Linked DNA regions of Mus musculus: region 1 is linked to region 2. A link is a contact called in public promoter capture Hi-C data. All regions are on one chromosome and are shown on one strand. The core of a region is the stretch at or near the end of the contact, and the rest is flanking DNA. Distances in the headings are between cores, read along the strand shown.

Region 1 (3,670 bases), core at 539-3,038, 2.1 Mb after region 2:
AGGGGTTAAAATAGTGCAAACAGTTTTCCCTCTCCACCATATTTCAGCTGAGGAATTCCTTGATAAGTCTGTTTTGCAAGCCCACTATCAAGAACATCACCAAATCCTTTTAGAAATGATCCAGCAGCCTCTCCCTGTCCCTCCGTCTACCCCATTAAACTGCACGGGAGCAGTTGAAATAAACTCAGCTTTATGCAAAAACAAAAATGACATCCTTGCTCCCTCAGAAAGGTGGCAGTATTGCCTTGTGGTTTTGAGCAAATTACCAAGCATGTGAGGTCTCTGATGAACAAACTAACCACCTCACCTCAACATGGAAAGGACAAACGTGCATGGCTGACCCCGGTGGCTAGTGGTTAGGAGACACACCCCAGGCCTCCAGAGGCACTGTGGCTCCTGGCCACTTCAGCTCTTAAGTTTTCAACTTGCCTCACTAAACAATCCTTCAAGAAATCCCCAGAGTGTCCCATCCACACCTAAGGATCAGGAACAACTGAGGTGGTTACAGAGGCTCCTTATGGCCCATCACCCACTGTGCACAATTTCTGAGCCACTCATTTCAAGACAAACAGTTGAGTAGCTCCTTCAGAAGGACCAAGGGAATTGACAGAGTGAGTGGCACCAGCATCAGCCAGCACCTGTTACATGGAAGGCTCACACCAGAGCTATCCACCAAAATGTTCGTTCTTAGAAGGTGCCCTGCCATCATTGAATGGCCCTGTTACCACTGTTATAAAAGCAAGAATGGGCAAAGCTAGGTAGCCCTTCCAGGATGCGAACGAGGGAACACAATCCTGCGTCTTCTGTAGGCCCCCACGTACCCTTTCCTTATACTCACCTCTCCTGAGTGTCCCTCCAGAAGTTTCTCTGTGTGCCACTAACACAACAATTTTAGGGAAAATTGTCCATTTATAAATATCAGATGGTTTGGGAAAAAATATTTGTGGCGCTGGTTTTTTTCCCCCATGGTGATGTCATTTAAAAATTCTTGGTGTGCTCCAAATTCGCTATTTTTACTTCCTCCAAGTGACTTTTTTGGGAAATACATTTGTTTGGATTAGCTACATGTTAAGTGACCCCTAGACGTCTCACAGTCCTAGGCACATTGTCTCAGCGGTTGTAACTGATAACGCGCCCACTCTATAACTTCAGATCCTGGAGTTGCCCATTTCAACACAGTTCCTTTTGGGTCGTCCCCTTAAAAATGTCTATTTACCGATAAAGGAAAATATAGTAAAATAAAGTAAAACATTGGATTATTCGTAAACAAAACTCAAACTTAACACAGGTCAAAGGGAAGACATTTGAAGGCATTCAGTCAAACACAGTGTTCATTTTGGGGAAACAGAGGGAAGGCCGCCACCTCAGGCCCGAAGCATTCATTGTAAAGCAGTTGAGTGGTAGAGATGAAAAGTTTAAGGAGTGCTGAACGCCTTACTCTACCTGATCGGAACTTCCTTCTAATCAGCAAAGAGTGTTCAGACCCCAGGAGTGTCATGGTGAGTCTCAGCAAGCCGCTGGTCGTTGGCCAGGCGCCCCGCTTTCCACCAGAAACTGGCTCCCGGGAGCCCAGAGGACAGCAGCTAACAACCCAGAATTCATCCAACTCTTGGGGAGCTCCCTTGGGTAGGAGGACGCACAGTGGCCGCCAGTGTCCCCAGAAAACTGGCGCCTCCCCCCTCGCCGCTCGCGAGGCTAATTAACTCCCAGCAGGCAGGACCCTCCTCCTCTGAGGGTGGCCGGGAACAGCCGCATCCTAGGCGTTCCTGGCTGATGTCATAGGCTGCCAGCGGTCGCGGAGTACCGCCACCACGCCTTTATGAAGGTCCCAAGTTTGCTATCTGATCCTCTTTACTACTGACAGGAGATCAGCCAATCAGGAGCGGTGAGCGGGGCCTGGGGACCAGACGCGGCCCCAGGAGTCTTAACAGCCGGCTCTTAACTCTTTGCAGAATAGTGCGCCAAGGCTGCTTGCCCAGGCGGGAGTCTCTGCACTGGCACCCCTAAATCGGATGCCCGAAGGCTGCAGGCGGCGCCCGGCGTGCAGGTGGCGCCTGGCGACGGTAGGAGTGTATCTGCTTGTCCTAGGTGTGCATGTCCCTGGTGTCCCCAGCTTACTGCAGGGCTCTGGAAGGTACATCTCCAGAACGCGCTGGAGCCTGGGCCAAGAAGCTGGGTTGGCTTGCAACTCCCGGGAGCACCCGCTTCCCCTCTGTATCCGAGCGGTGGTGCTTCAGGAGACCGATGCCTGGAGCAGCTACTGAGCGGCTGAAGAAGTGGCAGAAAGTCTTTCCCTGTGGTTGGATGTTCTCTTTGGATTCACAAAAAGTTTGTGTCTGGGGACTGAGCCCAGAGTGCGATTGGTGCAAAAGTTGAGCGTACTATTGAGCACTCAACAGGGTAGGATTCGGTGGCCTGGGCAAGCCAGATCGGAAAAGTGCAGAGGTTTTTCACGTCCCTTTCATAGTGGGAAAGGGACCCAAAGAGGCGCTGAGGATGCGCGTCTCTGGGGTGCCTGGGGTGACAGGGTCCCACGTGCATCATTAAGTACAACACATGTTCTAAGACAAAGATTTAGATAGTTGGAAAAAAAACATTGAACTGCATACATACAACACACAATTTGCCACTATTTGCAACTTTATATGCACGTGAGCTCCCAGATACAATTCTTTACATCTCCCCTTTTGTCTCAAAGCTGTGAATTCTTGAAGAGAATGACAATGACAGGTGGAGGCCTAATGTAACAATATCTGTTAGGGACTAATCTCTGCCCTGATCCGGGGTCTTCTGCCTCTATCAACTGTTGCTGAAGACACCCTAGGGTGCCCAGACCTTCCTTTTTCCCATTCTCTGGGTTGCACCAATGCACTTGAATCTTGGAATTCGTTTTCTGAGATAGGTAATGCTCCTCCTCACTAAATCAGAGAGGAGGTGGAGCCCTGCTACTCAACTTCCTCTTGTGAATAGGGTTGGGCAGTACGAGCCTACAACAGGCTGCCTCCTGTGGTAGCCTGGCAGTGGTTGTGCATTCCACAAGCAGTGCTGAACTGGGCTGTTCCTGTGGGAACAGATCACAGCCGCTTTAATGGCTTACATCAATCCCGATTCATTACCTTGCAGGTTTGAAGGCTGGGAGTCAGAAACTGGTCTCACTGAGTTAAAAAAAAAAAATCAAGGTGTTGGCAGAACTGTGTTCCCTTCTGGAAGCTCATGAAGAGACTCCATTTCCTTTCCCTTTCCAACTACTAGAGGCCACCCATGTTCCTTGGCTTCCAGCCTGTTCTTCCATCTCCCAAAACAGAAATTGTGGGTCAAGTTCTTATTACATCTTATCAGTCTAGCTCCTCCCTCCCCACCTTCTGCATCTCTCTCTGAGTTAACCTTACTTTAAGGAAAAACTCTGTCAGGCTAGCTGATGATGAATCCTTATTCCCACTTGCTATGCAATGTAACATAATTGCAGATGCCTGAACTTGGAAGTGAAGGGGAAGATGTTGTATTGTGTGTTACATAGAGAAGGTCTCTCTCGTCCCAGCTCATCAAAGAAGAGAAACACAACAGAGGAAGGACTGGGAGGGGTCAGGCCCGCATGTCTAGAACAGCCCTAAGCAGGGTTGAGATGCATGGGGCAGGGGCGACTCCAGAGAAAAGAGGTAGCAGGATAAGG
Region 2 (4,191 bases), core at 1,655-4,154:
TGGTATCACTGAGATATTTGGTTCCCTGGCATGATGTTGATGGGCTAAGTTGTACCACGTTGGAATGCTGTACAGTGATTCCTTGCACTGTGTAACACTGTATGTATATACCCACTACACAGATTTCAGTTCTGCAGAATCCACTCAAAATTGCAGATAGCTAACTAAGAATGGGCTGGCTCTCTTTGCCTATATACAGGTTAGCGTTTCCAGGGAGGACAGCCCCGAGCTTTCAGGTTCAGGAACACCACAAATTCATTCCAAGTTCATTTCCTGCAAGGCCTCTTGGGATCACTCTATCCTGGAAGATACACAAGCTGGACACTGTCTCTTTAAATAGTAGAGGCTGAGAACCTCTCAGGCCACCATGACATATCCCAGCATTGGACCAGCCCCTGAATAAACTGGAAAGACGCCTAGGACAGCTTCAGTTACAGGGAGCTCCACCAGAGAACCTCTCAGGGAGCCTGGCTGGAAGCAGCAGAGCTCAGAGTCTGGTCTGCTGTGGGCATCTGCTGTCCTACGGGGAGGGCTCCCAAGCCTTTGCTCTTGACTGCAGAGACATCCAAGTGGAGGAAGGGGTTACACCATTGGTCTGGTGAGTTTGATTGGCAAATGGTATCTCTGGGTAGGGTGTGCTTTATAGAGTGGCTCAGTTTTTGTCCATTGCAACCTGCAAATGGAAGCGACTGCAATGAAGACGGAACATAGATTACTGAACCTTGGGGTTCTCAAATTCTTGCTTTAAACCTGGGTGTGTATTTGGCTGGGGAGGCAAGCAAGTGGTCCGAGAGTTTCTAGAATCTGAATGCATCCTGATTAGAAGGGAGAGAGGCGCCTAGATGGTTCTACCTAGGGCGAGGCTGCAGTGTTCACCCAGCTGGCCAGCGGGGCTGCTACATGGCCACTTCCACCTGTGGCCGGCTGGCTCTGGGTGTGGCCAAGCTTGCTCAGCATTTCCTCAGGAGCGTTTCCTCGCAAGCATTGGGAGCTGGCCAGGAAGCAAGAGGCAGCAGGGACAGAAGGGGTCACCTTTCTGGCAGCTTGTGGTGTGGCTATGACCTAAGGGACTGTTGACCGAGATACCGACTTCAAAAAAAGGGGAGGAGCCGGCTGTGGATGCAGCCACAATGTGCTCTTTTCTAGATGTATATTGGACTTCCTTTTTAGAAGTTTACTTAAGAAACAGAACAGGAAGAGAATCCAGAATTAAATGTGATACCACCGAGAATGCTTGGCTTTTAAGTAAGAGCCCAGCAATGACTTCTAGGACACATCTAACCTTTAGAAATGACCCAGGAAACTGAAGATTTACTTCCATTGCCGCAGTCACTCCCCAGCCGCATGCCTTCTCGTGCAGCCGTATAACTCTGGGCATTCTCTAATCTGTTTTAGTACCGAGGTGGACAGGCCAGCCCCTTGAAGGGCTGTGATTGTTAAGTGTAGTGTGCTCAGAATAGGGGCGTGTTAGAGGACTGGACCTGTGTTTTGTTCCAGACACAGAGCTAATGGCTCTGAGCCTGTCATTAGGATCACCACGCCCTTCGGTGTAGGCAGCGGCCGTTCTTCCCAGAGGAAAACATTGAATGCTCAATGAATGCTCACGACAGGAGCACTAGTTGATTAGGTGTGGACCGAGTGCAGAGCTCTGGCTTCAACCTCTGCCATGCATCTCCTCTCAGCCTCCTGTGTGCCAAGCACAGGTACGACACCTGGCATTGGCAGGGAACTGAATAAAAATGTCACACATACTCTTTATTTTTAATCCGATGAGAAATTTTAAAAGATCATTGTCTGAAGAATGCTTCAAGTTTATTTTTTTATGTAATGAGCAAGCATATACAATTAGCTCAAGTAGCGGCTACTGTCAAAAAACAAAATAATATGGAACTATCTGAGTCTCCCAGGGCTTTATGACTCACTGCTCTTAACAGGTAGGGAGGGTGTGGATATGCAGGTAGAGACTTTAACACACGGGCTCCTTGCTCAGTCAGCCAATACAGGTGACCTGATGGTTAGTTGGGCACATCTCCAAGAAGAGCTGGCTAGCCTCTCCCTTCTTAACTCTGGGCGGCCACACTCAAGTGCCTATGAATCAGCTAGTTTCTCTGGCTGCTCTTCCTGCACCTCAGATGGCCACTTCTCTCACCCCTACCCCCATGGCCAGGACTCCAGCCAAGGCTGGGAGCCAGGCCAGCTTGCCTCAGGCAAACTTCGCCTGGAGCTTATATGCAGTTGTAAAATCTGGTTTTGCCAAGCTTAGGAGGAGCCGGATCCTAGAGCCCCACCCCTCTGTCCGTCTGTCCGTCCATCCGTCCGTCAAGCTTGGATTTTCCTCCCCTCCCTTCTCTCTTGGATTGGGGTCCCAGCCTAGCCCTCTAGATATGTACCCCGAATCCCAGTAAACCAGCATACTTTCTAGGTACAAACAGGGATAGCGAGGATGGGTGTTTTAAAGACTAGCCCAGTTAAGACCCCAGCGCAGGTCAGGTGCGCCAAGACCTGAGGTCCTGGCTGCTAGTAGGAGAGGTGATCCAGCTACACAGTCCCCGAATGGGCACAGTTCACTTCAGTGTTCCCGAGAACCCAGCACTGCGCACTTGGGGAGTGAGGCAGGGAGGTGGGTACGAAATCTAGCAATCTTTATCCATGTGCGCTGAGGGGACAGGGGCGAAGGTGCAATGTATTGGTCAACAGGGCCCGAGTACCACAGATCTAGGGAAGGTGAGAGACGAGAAGCCCAGGGTCCTCCAGCTTTAAGTAAAAGTCGAGGTTTTGCAGAGATCTGGTTTTTCCGGGGGTGTCTTTAAGTCCAAGTAACTGTCTGGCAGTCGGCGCCCCGCCCGCCCGCCTGCCCCCTCTCCTCAGGGAGGCCCGCCCTCCCGCACACGCTGACCCTGGGACACACCCTTCTGCAGCGACGCAAATAGGGCGTAGTTCCCGTTAAAGGGGAACACCGGGAGCCTCCCACTGCCCCCTTGCTTTGCGCGCGCGCTGACCCGCAGCACAGCTGTCTTTGGGGACGCCAGCAACCCAGTGGACGCACCGGAGTTTGTGCCTGAGGCTAATCTGCTCTGAGATAGCTGTCCCTTTGAACTGAAAGTAAGTTGGTAGGGAAAGTGAAGAAGGTGGTGGTGGTGGGGGGCATAAAGCTGGGCATCATCTGGAAATGCTATGCCTAAAGCGGGGACGGGGCTCTGACCCTCCATAGGGCCGCCTTGTGACAAGAACGTGGAGACCCCTTCCTACATCCTAGCCTACCGGAGGGACACACCTAGGACTGCCTCTGCATCGTCCAGACCAGGGTGGTGGCGGTGTCTGGATAGAGGGTTGCTGGGGCGGCCTTGTGATTCTTTCCAGAGGATGTACTGTTAAAATACACGAGTCTCTGGTCCTTCGGGTTCTAGCCGCAGGCCCTATGGTGTTCTTGGTCTCTGCTACTTGAAGCCATCCAATGAAATTTGAATTTTCTGGAAATCATGGGGAAAATCTTGCTTATATCTTCAGTGCATTCCTGGCTTTTTGTCTTTGATGTGTTCCTTGGGAGGAAAATGGACGTGTCTGGGATAGAATACTTGTCAAAACTAATTTAGAAGTCTCCTTGGTCTAAGGTTCTATCCTTAACTGGTTCACTCAGCTGCAGCCAGATTTTCACGGCTGTACACATTCACTATCAGGTCACCCAAGTTTTAGCTCCCTAAAGTCTGAAGTGGAGGGGGAGGTAGGGTAGGAGATAGTATCTTCGGACCTTGGAAACACGTCTTGCCTGCTCTGACTTGCGAGAATTCTCAGACTCAATCAGCCTCTTTACGCACTGTCTCCTTCCCTCCAGTCAGCAGCAACCAAGGGATAGGGCCCCTGGCGCATCTATTCGGGATGGGGCTTTGGACAGGGGTCCGCAAGTGCGGCGGGCTCAGCCTAGCTCTCCTTGGGGCCGTCCAGGGGGTGCCTGTGGAGCTGGCGGGGCTGAAGGCTCTTCACCCCCCGGGGCGCAGGGAAGGCGCGGAACCCTGCGCGCGGGAAGCTCCGGAGCCGGGCAATCCTCCAGCCCGCCTGCTCTCCCGCTCCCCCAGCCGCCAGCATCTAGGCCGAGCCGGGGGCGGGGCGGCTGCTCTCCGCTGGCAAAAACGGGTGGAAACTTGGAGGCAAGTAACGGAACGCGGGGCGCGCTGGGGTCTGGGAAACCAGCCT

Evidence for each region. Promoter capture Hi-C pulls out the DNA fragments that hold promoters and counts their contacts.
Region 1: a contact with region 2 is called in a promoter capture Hi-C map of hippocampal neurons, with 6 times the contacts expected there. The contact joins the promoter of Myocd here to the promoter of Pmp22 in region 2. A contact is called at or near these places in 1 of 39 promoter capture datasets (hippocampal neurons) and 1 of 115 datasets of contacts at active chromatin or transcription factors (astrocytes).

What each region holds. Positions count from the first base shown.
Region 1 is chr11:65,268,201-65,271,870 of GRCm38.p6, forward strand. Myocd (myocardin) reads right to left here and starts at 1,789. Exons shown (of 13, transcript NM_146386.3): 1 at 1,444-1,789. The coding sequence starts at 1,498. Gm30586 (a long non-coding RNA gene) reads left to right here and starts at 1,725. Exons shown (of 3, transcript XR_001780238.2): 1 at 1,725-2,063.
Region 2 is chr11:63,128,553-63,132,743 of GRCm38.p6, forward strand. It overlaps Pmp22 (peripheral myelin protein 22), which reads left to right and starts at 2,905. Exons shown (of 5, transcript NM_008885.3): 1 at 2,905-3,102.